Regions from separate parts of the Gossypium arboreum genome. Here region 2 is linked to region 1. A link is a contact called in public Hi-C data. All regions are on one chromosome and are shown on one strand. The core of a region is the stretch at or near the end of the contact, and the rest is flanking DNA. Distances in the headings are between cores, read along the strand shown. Region 1 has its middle 14 kb from the start of LOC128289499. Region 2 holds the start of LOC108465100 (leucine-rich repeat receptor-like tyrosine-protein kinase PXC3).

What was found. A called contact is a pair of places that touch in the nucleus more often than the background predicts.
Region 2: a Hi-C map of leaf shows a contact between it and region 1, with 2.6 times the contacts expected there. The contact joins the promoter of LOC108465100 here to the enhancer-like site in region 1. A contact is called at or near these places in 2 of 5 Hi-C or Micro-C datasets (both in leaf).

What each region holds. Positions count from the first base shown.
Region 1 is chr2:39,287,357-39,290,842 of ASM2569848v2, forward strand. No RefSeq gene overlaps it. Among protein-coding and RNA genes, the nearest start is that of LOC128289499, 14 kb to the right of the region's middle. Within about 2 kb of position 1,780, at least 2 of the 2 cell types and tissues checked have an H3K27ac peak or open chromatin away from gene starts, as enhancers often do. A contact at or near this core is called in leaf, where this site is marked.
Region 2 is chr2:40,176,359-40,180,072 of ASM2569848v2, forward strand. LOC108465100 (leucine-rich repeat receptor-like tyrosine-protein kinase PXC3) reads left to right here and starts at 1,795. Exons shown (of 2, transcript XM_017765413.2): 1 at 1,795-3,714. The coding sequence starts at 2,795.

The DNA of each region.
Region 1 (3,486 bases), core at 530-3,029:
TTTTGTTTTCAAGTTGCTAAGTTGATAATTATCTTAGCATGTGTGCATATGTTAATTATCTCATGATGTTCAATTTGTGTCAAATGATATGTTCTAGTTGTGTGTATGAGTTTGTGTCATTTTGTTCATATATGTCTATGTGTGTGAGTTAAAGTATAGGTTCTAAGTTCATGGCTGAATTTTGAGTGAAGACATTGTGCATATGTATTGCCTATTTATACTTGATGTAGGTGACCATTTTCGAAATTCATGCACAAGGATTCTTCTAGAACTTAGTCTTCAATACTGGTACATATGACTGTTCATGGGAAGGGATACATACATGTCTTAAGTTTACTTGATGAGGAAGGATTCAAAGCCATCAAAGAAGAGGCATGGACTGTGTGAAATGGAAAATTCTAGAAGCATGTTGCATCCATGCATCACAAGCTCATTAAGACGTCACATTAAAGAGATGCATGAGCCATGCATATACATTCCGCCAAGAGGGATTTAAGGAGTTCAAAGGCTGCACATTCATGGACATGAAGCTTTCTTCCAAGCTAAGTATGCATGAATCCACCAAGTGAAGCTTCATGATTATTCGGCCAAACAGGCACCAACCTAAAAGGACATGAACCAAATTTATTAAGTGTGTGTGTGAACATATTGATGCTTTAATGTGAACAACTTTAAGTGTTAGGTGTGAACATGATTATGTTAGTGTGAACACCATTTGTGCCGAATTTGAATGGTCATTTGAGGGCGTATATAAATAGTGTAATAGGATCTTTATAATGCTGAACTATTCTTGAATATAAAACTTATTTTGTGAGAATTTTTTCTTGTCAGTTCTTAACCGAACTTTCTAAACTTATCAAACTTTTTACAAGTTTGTGACGTTCAACCCTGTCTTATCACTTTGTAATCTACCCCGAAGTGTGGACTTCAATATACTAAGGTTCGGGTATTTGACAAATTTAAGCGGGTCGAGTTTGAATATAACTTTTGTTCCTTAAAACATTCAAGTTCTTTGGGTCGCGGTTTCCACCATCCCTTCAACTAAGACGACCTTCAATTAAGCCATTTTCTAATCTCTCCAAGTCTCAGAAATCACATCATTTTGTCTCATTCAAGGATAGGTTGATGGAAAGTGGTTAAGGATTAAAAAGGGACTGGTATGGTACGTGAGGAGGATGATATTCCTCTTGTTGAGAGTGGCATAGCGACTGGAGTATAGACGGAGTGCCCTCTATCAAGTTTTCTGATAGAGTTCATAAGTTAATGGAGATGAGTCTGGCGTGGACGGTGGTGGCCAAGCTGCTAGGGAGGAGAATTGGGCTTAATGCCCTCTATAATCGAATCTACGCTTTGTGGAAACCACAATAAGCTATTCAACTCATGGATATTGATAATGACTATTTCTTGGGGAAGTTTAGTGATGAGATGGATTTCACAAAGGTTCTGTCGGAAGGTCCATGGGTGGTTTACGACCGTTATCTTATTGATCAACCATGGACTCCGAAACTCAGCACGCTTCAACCATATCCGTTAAATGTAGTGGCTTGGATACGGCTTTCTAGTTAATCTGGAACCATGTATAAGAAGAGGATCTTAAAAGCCAAATGTAGAACTATTGGAAGGGTGATAAGGATCAACTATAATACAAATAGCAGTTCACGAGGACTTTCTCGAATGGCGGTTAATGTAGATCTTAGTAAGCCACAAGCCACTTGTGTCTAATATTTGGATAGATGGTCAGCTCCAAAGGGTTGAGTATGAGTGACTTGCGACAATTTCTTTCGGCTGTTGTAGGTATGGTCATCTGAGTGAGGGTTGTCCGTTGAATATTATGAAGGAAGTACAGGATGAAGAATTGTCGAATGTGCAGCCGGAGAACCCTTAAATGTACTCGTCTGTTGAGAAGGAGCAATTCAGTGATTGGATGGTTGTCCAGCATCAGCCAAGGAAGCAAACAAGGAAAGAGAATATTCTAAGGGACAAAAATTAAGGGTTGAATAAGGAAAAATCTCGGTTGATATTTTGCAGATTTTGAGGAGAATGTGTCAGCTACTAATACAGGGGGGAATGATCCCATGATTAGTGGAGCCGAGGTCTTCTATTTGGGACAAGCTGCAGGTGCTTACAAGCCCATGACAAGGAACAAGGGTAGCAGAAAACCCAAGCCCATATTGCTACTACTTTACCAAAAAATAATCACAATAAATTCAACCCAAGTGTGATTATTTCTATAAATGAACCTAGCTTGACTAGTATCGATGGAGGAAATAGAGAATCAGGACCGAAACATTGAGATTCTCGAGAACCAGAATGCAACCAAGGATGGTGAAGAAGAGCCTAAGCAGTACTCTAAAGCTTCTTCATCGCGATTGCCAGACAAAGATCCAAAGAAGATTTCACCTAGTGCTGGAATCAGAGTTGGACGGGGCGGCACGATGAAGTGCCAATTAACGATTCTATAGGGTGGAACAAATTGATTAGGATTTTAATGAAGTTAATGAAGCCATGGAAGGTATTGAAGAAGATGAGAGCCATGAGGGCATTGGTGTTTCTAGTGGTGTCAAGGCATAATGTCAGGTTTATCCTTTCTTATTCTTTTATTGTGAATCCTAAATTTCTTTTTTGGAATGTGCAAGGGTGTGGTCATTCTCGGTTTGTTAATTTTCTTAAGGAATACCTTAGCGAACATAAGTTGGTCATTGTAGTTCTGGTTGAAAAAAAAAAAAGTTAGTGGTCTAAGGCTAACTCCATTATAGAGAAAATTGGTATGTCGTATTCTCATTGTGTTGAAGCGCAAGGTTTCTCAGGTGGTCTTTATGTCTTATGGTCTGATGTTAGCCTATAATCACTTTAATTCATCCATATGAAAGTTTCTCCACCTAATAGGAGAGGTTATTGTTTTATAACTGTTGTTGATGGGAGTGTCAATTCTTGATAAGGAAAATGGCTATGGGAATGTCTTAATTTGATTATTGAGAATATGTAGGAACCATGGCTTTTAGTTGGTGACTTTATGTAATTCTTAGTAGTGATGAGAAGCCAAGATGGGCTCAAAGGTCTAGTCAAGGCTGTCCTCATTTCAAGATTTTATGTTCTATAATAGGCTATAGGATTTGGGTTTTAAAGGTCTAAACCTCACTTGACGTTGAGTTCACACCTTTGAGAGGCTGGATCAGGCAATATGTAATGATTTTGTTGTCATTTGTATTATGATACCATCGTTTTCCATTTGTTGAAAATGAAATCAGATCATCGTCTCATCTTTAGCTGAAACGAACATTCAAGCTAATTAGAGAGTTGAGCATCTGTTTAGATTTCATATTGGGTGGCTTTCTCATTCTACGTTTAACAGCTTGGTTAAGAATGAATGATAGATGTCCAGTTCTCTTTTGGATACGGTTTCTCATTTCACTGAAAAGGTTATGTTATGGAACAAGGATACCTTTTGTGACATTTTTGCAAGGAGGAAACCTGGTCTTGGGGAGA
Region 2 (3,714 bases), core at 545-3,044, 890 kb after region 1:
TGGCTGAAAGTATATATCGGTCGCCTCCACTTCAAGTTGTTCACTGGTCCCTTCATTCGACATCTCTTGTCAAGACAAATGTTGGTGCCAGCTTTTCCCTTGCACAGAGAAAGGGATATTCAAGAGTAATCATTAGGGATGAACATGAACAAACTATGTGGGCTTGTAGTTGTCTTACCTTCCAATTGCCTATAGCTTTTGCAGCAAAAGCTCTAGCAGTGGTCCATGAGTTAAGGTTCGCTCTTGATATGAGTTTCCTGTCAATCATCCTGAAAAGTGATTCTAGGTCGGTCATCTAAAAGTTAACCACAAGTTCAAAAGATTTATCAGAAATTAGTGCACTTATTTGAGAGACAAATGAGCTTTCAAAGCTATTTGTGGACTATCAACGGGAAGCTTTGATTTGGGGAATTTATTGATCTCTTTGTTTCCCCAACTTCTCCCCTCAAGTGTTTTGTTCACATCTATTTGCTACTTTACTTGATGACTTGGCATTGGTTAGGGTCTCTCCATGAGAGAGGCCTCTTTAGACTGTATCTTTTTATTTTCTTCTATTAAATAAGGTAACTGAATTTTCTCTAAAAAAAATAACTATTATAATAATTGGTACTCATGCACGGTTAAATATAATATCTACACATTAAATAATCAATATTTTAATATATTAAATATGATTGTACCCATTGTTTTAGTTTAGTAAGCATGATAATATATTTTAATAAAATATTTTAATAAAAAACAATATTATTTTTAAAAATTTTAATTATTTTAATGAAAAATATTGTAATATATTATAAATAATAGAAATTAAATGTAAAATTGAAACGCGTCACTTGACGCAAGTATAGATTATGTACCTTGTTATAATGTTAAAAGAATATTAAATAAATTATTAAAAAATATTAAATAAATATAATATAAATTATTTAAATTAATATAAGAAAAACTATGGTAATTGAACGATGATTTTCGCAACAGAATATAATTTATAATTTATTTAAATTATGGTAAAGAATATTTAATGTTCAGTTTTATAATTTAATAAAATAAATAATTGAATTTTTAATAAAAGTTAATACAGTTTATTTAAATTAATATACACAAAACACATGAAATTATTTATCATATAATTTAATATAATTTAATTTTATTATATACAAAAAAAAATAACCTATGAGAATTGAAAGTTCAATTTTATATCAAATTGTTAAAAGTAAATATAATATAATCTATTTAAATTAATATGTTCATTAAATACCAAAAATATAATGATTAATGGATAATTAATTTTATTATATATTTTTTATTTTAATGCATTAAATCATAATATAATTGAATGTTCATAGTTTTAGTGTGAAGATCAACATATTATTATTATTACTATTATTATTATTAGGTTTTTAATTATATTATTATTTTTTAGTTCTAAATTATGATTTAAATGAACATATACGAAGGCCATAAATATTAATTAGGTTTTATCATGTAAACATAATGTTTTTTAAATATGATGAAAAATAATATGATTTATTAAAAAATTAATGGATAATTAAAACAAAAATAAATAAATAAAACATAATTGCGTCATTTTTCGCAATTTTAGTGTGTATTTTACTGCATTATATATATGATAACAGTTAATATTCAATGTACTTGAGCTATAATTTGCTTCCAAAAATAAAAAGGATGCCACATGTTTTATTATTTTAATATATTTTATTGATGCCACATGTTTTATTATTTTAATATATTTTATTTCTTTCTCCTACAGAGTATATTTCAGCTTTTGAAGTCTAATATGTTTTTAAAAGAAATTAGTTGAGTCTAAATATTCAGTGATGAATAAATCAATACAGAAGGAGTGAAATTAATAATAGGTATAAATGGTTTGATATCAAATATTGTGATATGTTGTTTGTTCGATTGTGAATTATTTGATGAAATAATTATGAAGAAAAAGAAGAGTTCTTGATGAGCTAATGTCTCCTAGAAAATAAATAAATAAATTATAAGCGGAAAGGAAGGAAGCATAGGTGAATTATTTGATATGGAAAATGGTGGGTATTACGATTTAGTTGTTTGTTGTATCTCTGGCTCACAGACAAGGAGGGAAGGGGACATGATCTGTGTGTCTGACACTAAGCTAGCCCTGGCGGATGCATCATATCATGTCCCATTACACTTTTCAGCTTTCAGTCCGAGAGAGAGAGAGAGAGAGAGAGAGAGAGAGAGAGAGAGCGTTTGATGCAATTCGGCCTTCATTAAATCAACACTGCCCGGTTCTCGTGAAAAAGGAATTGGCTTCATCGAATCTATCCCCATGGCATAACCTCCCTTTTGCTGTTCCCAAACATACTACACTCTCTCTCCCAGCTTTACCCTTTACCCTCCTTTGCTTCGACTTGTTTCTTCAGAAGCATACTGAATCATCTTCTTTGATCTACCTAACATCACCCCTTCAGTTCCTCCTTCACCCCATCTTCTCTTGCGTTTCTTTCTTCTCTCTCACTCTCCCACCGTAATCATTCCTCGGGTTTCCTTTCATCTTTACCTAAAACTATGGGGCTACTTGCTTCTCCATCACTACTAGTTTTCTGGCAATATCTCTAATGGGATATGTTTGTCCTTTTCTGGGTTTTCAGTCTCTGGGAAATCTTCACTCTTTGTATACTGACTGCGATGCTTTGACCAGTGAGAAAGTTGCTGTCTTTTGGGCTCCAACCTCACTGCTTTTTCCTCAAAAACTTGTTATTTGAAGAGGAGCTTGCTGCATTACAAAAGATAAGCTCAGATAATGGCATTTTTATACTTGTCATTTTTGGTGGTTGGGATTCTATCAGGACCAGTTCTTGTGGATGCTCAGCTCCATGATGAAGCTACATTGTTAGCCATTAAAAAGAAGCTGGGTGGTGTACCGGGTTGGGGTGACAACAGCACGGACTACTGCAATTGGGAAGGCATTCATTGTGGCTTCAACCATTCATTTGTTGAAAGGCTTGATCTTTCTAGGCGTATGCTTAGAGGTAATGTTACTCTAATATCTAATCTTATAGCTTTAAAACACCTCGACCTTTCTTATAATAACTTCAACGGGCCAATTCCTTCAGCTTTTGGGAATTTATCCCAGCTTCAATATCTGGATTTGTCATTGAATAAGTTTGAAGGTTCTATTCCGTTGGAGTTGGCTAGTCTTAGAAACCTTAGATCATTGAACTTGTCAAACAACTTACTTGTAGGAGAGATACCTCAAGAATTCAAGGTGCTAGAAAATTTGCAGGAAATTCAGATTTCTAGCAATAGGTTGAGTGGTTCTATCCCACATTGGGTGGGCCATTTGACCAATTTGAGAGTTTTTACAGCCTATGAGAACCAATTAGGTGGTGAAATTCCTGATAATCTAGGCTCCCTTTCTGAAATCAAATTGCTGAACCTTCATTCAAACCGGCTTGATGGGCCAATACCAAAGAGCATTTTTGGTATGGGGAAGCTGGAAGTTTTGGTTCTCACCCAGAATGGACTCTCCGGTGATCTTCCCGAAGCAATTGGTAACTGCATTGGCCTCTCAAGCATCCGTATCGGGAATAACAAACTTGTTGGTGTGATTCCCAGGACAATTGGAAATGTTAGCAGCCTCACATACTTTGAAGCAGATAATAACAATCTCTCTGGTGAAATCGTCTCGGAGTTTGCTCAGTGTACTAACCTTACACTCCT